2 separate regions of the Aedes albopictus genome follow, and region 1 is linked to region 2. The links are chromatin contacts, called in public Hi-C maps. All regions are on one chromosome and are shown on one strand. Each heading gives the region's core, a stretch centred on a gene start, on an enhancer-like site or on the middle of the called end of the contact. The rest is flanking DNA. Distances are from core to core; before and after follow the strand shown.

The links. Hi-C and Micro-C count contacts between places; a contact is called where the count stands out from the background.
Region 1: a Hi-C map of whole body shows a contact between it and region 2, with 4 times the contacts expected there. The contact joins the promoter of LOC109408222 here to the promoter of LOC109408889 in region 2. A contact is called at or near these places in 2 of 3 Hi-C or Micro-C datasets (embryo and whole body).

What each region holds. Positions count from the first base shown.
Region 1 is chr2:286,202,421-286,207,213 of AalbF5, forward strand. LOC109408222 (JNK-interacting protein 3) reads right to left here and starts at 1,882. Exons shown (of 12, transcript XM_062852005.1): 1 at 1,753-1,882; 2 at 1,536-1,698; 3 at 169-1,099. The coding sequence starts at 1,610.
Region 2 is chr2:286,064,631-286,068,874 of AalbF5, forward strand. LOC109408889 (vacuole membrane protein 1) reads left to right here and starts at 1,468. Exons shown (of 6, transcript XM_029872937.2): 1 at 1,468-1,650.

The DNA.
Region 1 (4,793 bases), core at 632-3,131, 140 kb after region 2:
TAGGCATTCAAAATTAATGTGTGTTTGACATCATTTTTGGTCAAATATCATATAAAATCATCCAATAATTAAACAATTTTTTTATGTCCAATTGTTTGGTTTCCAGATGTATCAGTGGCCTTATTAAATAATAAAAGTTTTACAAAAAAAAACTGTGTCGTTGCTTACCTGAAGAAGCATAGTCTCCTGGATGCACCCATCCCCCTGTAATTTCAGCCTCTTCACTTTCGACGGTGTCGTCCTGGAACGACAGTTCCTGGTAGAGAGTATTTCCAGATCTTTGCTCTTTCTTGGTGGTAGTTTTTCCACCAATTGAGTTTGTCATGACCGGTTTTGATGCCTCACTCTCCGGAGACGTAGCTTGATTAACCTGCTGCATTTTCTCCGTCTCGGACGATTTTTCGGCGGTAACGATCTGATCAAGCTCGTTATGCAATGAAGGTGGCCCTGAGCCATTGCTACTTTCCCCACTACACACGACATCTGAATCGAGCATTGTGGAATTTTCCAACGATGTAAATCCATAGGATACTGGACCGGACGATCGGGCGATTGGAATCAATCTCGAAGTATGAAGATTTAATCGTTCAGACGCACCACTGACTTGGGAATGGTTGGAATTTCCCATCATAATCTTAGCACGTTCCATATAGTCAACATGCGTTTTGAATAGCTCTGTATAACGCTCGTGAAGTTTGTTATACTCTTTCTTTAGTTCACCTTCTCTTTCTTCCAATCGACTAGAATGATCCATACTATTTTTATGCTTCAGCTCAAGCATACGCACAATACTTTCCAAAGATTCCAATCGACTTGCCAGTTCTTTATTCTCTTGTTCGGCCAAATCTTCGGTCTCCAGAAGCTTTTGCTCAGCTTGTTTTCGAGCATTTTTCTCTCGTTCGTATTGTGTGACCAGCTGCTCGTTATCTTCCCGTAGCAATTCCAGCTCAACATCTTGCTCTTGATTATTTTGATAAGCAGCATCTAAGCACTCCAGAACATTTACGAGTAATGGCATAAGGGATTTAACGACGTCCTCATCATAACGCGATATCATGCGCTCAAACTCCTGGTAAATTGAGCCGGCTAGTGATTGTACCTACAAAAGATAAATATTAATGAATAGGTTCTCAAACAAAAGAAATTTCAACAAATAAGAATAATGCAAACAATTCCATTAAACCCAAAACAAGAACCAAAATGACCAAAACTCATTTATGTTGCATGGGAAAATGTTGCACAACTAAACAGTGCTGCAACATTATACTTACACAAATATTTGCATGCAGTCATACAACAGATGACTCGACATACGATCAAAACAATTCTTTGTAATAAAATTTTTGACAGCAGGTTGTCAAAATCTTCCAACAAGAGATTTCATATAAGAAAGAAAAAATGAATCACACCAAAATAAGTTTTCGCCTTGATCCTCCCAGCACACATGATCCTAATTGTGCAAACACTAATCCCCTGCCAGGAAATATGCACAGAAAACAACGAATAGCCTTGGCAAATCTAATTTCGATACCCACTTTTTCAGACATCACCATTGCAGCGTCATCGTGCGTTCCATAAACAATTTCCGAATCACCTCCTTCTGCTTCCATTTTGAATGACTAGAATCGCAGATACACGCACTCGGGAACAATTTATACACTTTTCTCGATCAAATACGGCCTTCCAAACTTGCGAAAACTACAAACAATGCATGATTTTTACATAATTCTATTAGCAGTATAAACTTCTGACCAGCCAGTTGTTGGAATCTCTCGACAATATTATTATTTCGATTTTCTTATTGCCCAGCGCCCGAAATATGCACAGCTACGTACGCTGACAGAAACAAACTCAACTATGGGTAAATCGGCTTTTGCGCAATGTGAATGTTGCTACACGATCAAAATTGTTAGCCCTGTTTGACATTGAAATGAAGTGTCAATGTGGGTTCACTTATTGGGTACTTACACAGTCGCAGACTAAAACATAAAATGAGTAAAAGAACGCGACAGCTATAGGCATCTCCTTATCTCTACTGGAGCTTTCATCCATTCATGTGTAGAAATTTGATTGATAATTGTTTAACCATACACTCAGCCAAATAAACTTAAGATTGTCATAAGGCCCAACTTATGAAACGGCCTTTAATTATTCGAATTAATTTTATAAGGCCGATCTATGACGTAAAATCCTCTCACAGCTTTATTGGCTTTCAGACTCGGAATGAAAGGGAAAACGTCTTTACAATTCTAGGTTTTATTAATGACTAAAGAAAAATTTTCATTTTACAGATATGGACTACTACGATATTGTTAGAGTATTCATTCAGCGTTGCTAAGCAGCATGACTTGATGAACACTCCTCCTCAACGCTGATCTTGCAATCCGCACATGGTCCTCAACTGTGCCAATCTGGTTCCTCCGATGGGTTTCGTCAGCAAATCAGAAACCATGTCCTTCGTCGGGCAATAAACGAAACAGATCTCGCCAGATGTCTTGATGTCCCGCACGAAATGGTATTTGGTAGCGATGTGCTTCGTTCTGTTGCTGAACTTACCGACGTCCAACATCTTCAAAGCGCTTTGGTTGTCTTCGTACAATACCGGATCTTGCTGCTCCTCTCCGAGATCACCGAGGAGTCGTTTCACCCACAACATTTCTTGTGTAGCCTCGGCCAAAGCAACAAATTCCGCCTCCGCAGTGGACAATGAAACGCACGACTGTTTTCTGCATGCCCAGCTGATCGTACCGCCGTTGAATTGGATCACCATACCGCTGTTCGATTTCCGATCTTGCCTATGCTCTGCCCAGTCGGCATCAGAGAAGCCAACTAAACCACTTCGTCGATTGTTGCCGCTCAGACGCAACCAGTAGTCACTCGTTCCCTTCAGGTACCGTGCAACACGCTCGAGCTCCAGCCAATCATTTTGAGATGGGTTGCTCGTCTTCCGGCTTAGGATCGACACCGCTGCTGAAATGTCCGGTCGGGAGTTAACCGAGACTTACAGGAGTTGTCCCAACAGCTTCTGATACTCCACGTTGTTTGGGAGGGATGCACTAGGTTCTTGCTTGTAGTATCCTGGATCCAATGGAACCTTGGAATCCTTCGCATCTTCCAAGCCACAAGACCGCACAATTTCGCCGATGTACTGCTCCTGGTTGATGGAGAAATCGCCATCCTCATCACGTTTCACGTTGATGCCCAAGTACCATTGAACATCACCCAGGGACTCGATGGTGAACTTTTTCCGCAAAGCTCCGATGCAGCGGTCTATGGTCCTCTCGTTCTCACATGCCACAATCAAGTCGTCGACGTACACCAACACGTAGCACCAACGATGATTCTCCTTCTTCCTGTAGAGGCATGGGTCCGAGTCACACCGCTGGAATCCCAGTCGTTCCAATTCGGAGTGCAGTGTGCTGTTCCACGATCTGGCCGCTTGCTTCAGGCCATATAAGCTTTTTCGCAGCTTGTACACCTTTCGTTCTTCCCCTTGCACGACGAATCCTGGAGGTTGACGAAGGTATATTTCTTCATCGAGGTTTCCGTACAAAAACGCAGTCTTGACGTCGAACTGTCGCACCGTCATACCTTGCTTCGCCGCCACAGCCAGTAGAGTCCGGAAGGTGGTTTGACGAACCACTGGAGCGAACACTTGGTCATAATCTGTTCCGTACTGCTGGCTGTATCCCTGTGCGACGAGTCTTGCTTTGAAGTGGGCCACTTCTCCATCCGCGTTACGCTTGATTTTGTAGACCCACTTTGAGCCAACTGCTTTTCGGCCGGCTGGAAGGTCCACCAACTGCCACGTACCGTTCGACTCGATCGAGCGCATTTCTTCCACCATCGCTTCGTTCCATTTTGTACGATCTTGACTGTTCATTGCTTGAGCAAAGTTCTTCGGCTCCTCCTGGGTGCTGGACACTTCTGCTGCCCAAGAATTCACGACCAACCGGTTTGGAGGTACTCCTTTCGTTGACCGTTTCGATCGCCGTAGTATTGCTTCATCAGGATAACCTTCGAAATCACTCTCCGATGTAGTACTGCCACAGTCATTTTCCGGTTCCGCTTCTGGTTGTATATCGCACTGGAACTCTTCAACGCTTGAGTCATCGTCACACGGACCAACGCCAGCTTGATCCCGCAGTGTGATGATTACCTCCTCGTTGTTGGTGTCGCAACTCGCACTGTCGTCCACAAACGCATTTTCTCCCATCATCTCGTCGAATTTGGCGTCCCGGCTGATGGTGATGCTACAGTCCACCGGATTCAGGAAACGGTACGCCTTTCGTCCCTCAGCGTAGCCCACCAGTACCATTTTGTTCGCCTTCTTGTCCAGTTTCCGCCGTTGTTGCTTGGGAACGTACACATATGCAACGGATCCGAACACGCGTAGATGCCTGTAGGATGGCTTCCTACCGTGCCACAGTTCGTAGGGAGTTCTCTCGTTCAACGCTGTTGGAAGCAAATTTTGGAGATAACACGCAGTCACTATTGCTTCACCCCAAAACTTCTTCGTCATACCTGCGTCCGCCAGCATGCATCGCATCATCTCAGCTAAGGAGCGGTTTTTTCTCTCGGCCACCCCATTTTGTTGTGGACTGTATGGGGCCGTTTGCTGCAACAGGATTCCGTTGTCCGCCAGAAAGTTTTTCAGCTTCCCACTGGAGTACTCACCGCCGCCATCCGATCGTATCACCTTGGGCTTCCTTCCAAACTGTGTTTCGATCAGGCTGATGTACTGCTGGATTTTCTCGAACGCTTCAGACTTGCTCCGCAACAGATAAACGACC
Region 2 (4,244 bases), core at 218-2,717:
CCCCATACAAGCGACCCAAAGGTAAATTACGTTGACCATTTAACTAACAACACATTCTCTTACAGCTCAATACACCACATCGATTTCCCACCTTTTTCAATCCTTTAAGGACAGACTTGTTGTAATCCCAAAATGGCCGCCATAATGGCCGACTTTGGCACCTACTCACGGTTTCGAGTTCATAAATCTCTTTGTAAACAAAACCAGCGCACCTGATCTTTTTATTTTAAGCTTATGACAGGTGAGCAAGAACAGAATAATAAAATGCATTGTTGTTTGAAACTTGTTTCTTGAGATTTGTGCGTCTGAAGTTGTGATGCACTGCTGAAGCGGGATTTCAAGACGTTTGTTCTTAAGGCTACGCAAAACTTAAAATCCGCAGGGCTAAAGAGGTTGCTATGCCTACTCCCAAATAGTCTATTTTACGAAACGACAACAATATTGATATTAATTATTAACACTCACGTGCTTGGGCGCAACCTCCTGTCAAATTTTCATTCATGAAATGAGCGATCAGCTGATCCGAAACGTCTCGTAAAATGGCTCATTCAAAGGTGTATTATGGACAATGCGAGCTCTCGGACTTGCATTGGAGACTTGGCCCTATGACCATAGATTTAATACTATGCTATGACCCCCTTGTGCATCAATAAAAAAAATAAAAAAAAGCGTGGGTATGAGCCATTTTACGAGACGTTTCGGATCAGCTGATCGCTCATTTCATGAATGAAAATTTGACAAGAGGTTGCGCCTAAGCCCGTGAGTGTTAATATCAATATCAACACTGTTGTCGTTTCGTAAAATAGACTATTATGATTCCTTGGAGGCCGTTCATAAACCACGTAGACTTTTTGGGGGGAGGTGGGTGGTTTCTGGCCAAAGTCTACGCTTCATACAATTTTCAAAATTTTTGTCGACGAGGGGGGAGGGGGGGGGGTCTGAGGTGGCCAAATTTTACGTAAAGTGGGTACCGAGGATTGTTCACAATCTGCGATCTTGATTGCGGAAAAAATTGCGACCTTGACGCCGCTTTATGAACAGACCCTCATTACCACAAGCCGTCTTTCAGTAAGTGTATGGTCCACTGCACGAATATATGCTGGCCTGCTTACTCTCACAGAAAGTCTGATGTTTGATCGGTGCCAACACCTCTCAAACGTTAAATTTCGTGTGAAACAGGCCAGTATAAATTTGTGCAGTAATCCATGCCCGACGTACGTTCGAATCGAAAAATCGATTTTCGCTTGTCAAAAATTCCGATTTTCAACTGCACGGAACAATATGGGAGCACCATGTTGAACAGATGGAACAGCTTCATAATCAATCATCGCACATTTTTACCAGTCCTTTACTTTTTTTGACCATTGTGCTCAATGTATGATTTTCCTCTCTAAACCATTTTCTGGCTCTTTTTTATTACGCGTGCACCCGTTGACGTTTCTTCGTTCAAAAAGGACACGCCTTTTCGGTTTGTCGTGCTGAACTTCACAAAAAGAAGACTCGCGTGAAAAAGTCAAGAGTGGAATGATCGACGGTGGCGTGATGTTTAGTGAGTTATTTTAGGAAAAATATTGCATTGGTATTCGGAAAAAGTGCGCTGCTGTGGATTTTTTCGTCTATCATTCGGAATATTGGCCAAAGTCGAAAAATGTAAGTATGAAAGACGGTTCAAAACACAAACCAAATGCACCAGACTTGCTGACGACACCCTCGTCGTCTACGGCACAGTGCACTGCATTGTCATTGGCAATCGATTTTTCATTGACTCCTCTCGATTTGAAGGAAACAGGAAATTTCATTGCGGAGCGGATTGTATGATGGCTAGCGATTTACTATGAGATGGCTAGACAGATATTATCGATCGGCTGCCTGAATTACTGGATTCAGTATATTACATTGTTCTGTTACATAAATTACGTAGCTCCAGGCAGACTTATTGCCTCTGTTAATGATCTTAAAATTGTCTCTTCAATAACTACCATTAGTTGTATGGAAGTCGTATTTTTGTAGTAAACCTTATATGTTAACTCCTTCAGTTGTATTTATTATAAAATAATGATACTTCATTAGTACTCAATTAGCATGATTGGGGTATCCTCTCCATGAATGATAGTATTCGTTCTGTTTTCCTCGTGTTCTGATTATTCCATCGCACTGTATGTATGCACAACAGGCTTATACATACATCAGTGTGCGTCAAAATTCTAATCGAACAAAGTACGCATGGTAAACAAAGAGCTTATCAGCTGATGCACGCTGACTGAATGGCTTGGATTCGTTCGGTTTGGCATAATGCAATTTGATATAGGATGACTTTGGGGGCAGGTTGAAATTAGGGTTTTTTATGGACCAAATTGCCTGAAACTTGTCGTATAATTTATCTTGGTTGAAAAAAACCGATTTAATCCACATATGGTGAACAGAACCTTTCTTACACTTATTAAAATTAGTGTTGTATTATTTGTATTTAACATATTTATTTTGTGTGATTGACCCAAGTTCTAGAAAATATTGTGGATTTGGCATCTAGTGGATTGGTTTCCAAAATAGCATCATGGACCATAGACTAAACTACCAGAAATGCCAGACTCTTCTTAGAATCTTGTATGGAATATTTAAAAAATAGCTTATATATTCTGGAATAGTGTATCTTTTGTTAGCTGCCAAAAGATCTTGAATCGATTAACAAATGGATAAGAAAATCAGCGAGATACACTTTGTCTAATATCTCTTAATCAGTCGAATAAATTAGCTCCGAAGTATTTGGTATTCATGTCTCAGGTATTCATAGTTATGGTGTAAAAAGGACAAAAATGATATATCTAGATACTATGTTAATCAGTTTTGGCATTAGCTAGTTATTTTGGCTGTCCGGTTCTTGCATTTTTCCCACAATATATAAATTCAAAGCTTTCATTCAACATGTTGTTAGTTTTCATAGAATTCCTGTTTATTCGTAATTTGTTATTCATAATTTTGTTGAAAACAATAACCTGCTAGTATACATTTTATATGAGGTCAGCATTATTTATTGAAAAATAATTTCCCATAGACTGATCAAAAGCTCATGCAAGATAACAAGCGAATATAATAATAAAAACCCGATTAAATCCACCTATGGTGAACAGAACCCTTATTACACTTATTAAAATTATTGTTGTATTATTTGTATTTAACATATATATTGTGGATTTGACATCTAGTGGATTGGTTTCCAAAATAGCATCATGGACAGGGTACGAAAAACGGATCACGCCGAAAAACAAAAGCTTTGTCCTAAGCGGTGCATGTTGGTAACAAAGGCGCTCCGCAACAAACGCATGTCATTCGATGAGAGCAATAAAACAAACATCGCTTGTTGATCATTCATTCATTTATTTAGTTAGCATTAGCATTAGCATTAAGCAAGTCGCACAAATTCGTAGGTGGTACAGCCCTGGATCGCTGTTATGAGGGTTGCATCTTTCCTGTCCGTTATCAAAGCACAAAGATTTGGGACTAATCTCTGACTCTTAGACAAGATTGACTCAATCCTCCAACGGTCGAGTGCTGTCCTGGCCACGTCCTTGCGACAGCTGAGGGATGGGAAAGGAAGATTAGTTGGACACCTATGAAAGTACATAGAGACCTCTACATTCTTTCAGGCCTAGGCGTCACGGGAATTTGGATGTTAGTGGAAGGGTAAGTTCAAAGGAAACGTTTGGTCAACGTTCAGGTGCACGCAATATTTTTGGTTGATGCCTGGTTCCTTTCCTAATTCCTTGTTGGGTGTTCGATTCCAAATCTGAAATAAAAAGTAAAATTATAGATTTTTAAATGGTGATAGGCTCACAACAGTTACATAATTACAAATTACCTGAATCCTCCTGAAAGAAATGGTTTATTAACAATAAAAAACATAACATGTAAAAGAAAAAAAAAGTAGAGCAAATTGTGATCTTGGAATTTTTCTGCATTTAAATTAACAAAGCGAAAAAAATACAAGATCAAAATTTGTTATGGTAGATCTTACGCCGTAACGCACCATTATAAGGTGATCTACCCACGTTACGGGAATCATTCATTCATTTATTTAGTTAACATCAAATTCATGATAATACTGAATCAACAATTTGCCGCCATAATACTCGATTTGCAGCTGCAGCTCTCCAACGTCGGTCACGCCCAACACTCGCCAGATCACGCTCCACCTGATCTGCACATCGTGCTCTCTGCACTCCACGCCTTCTTGTACCAACCGGATG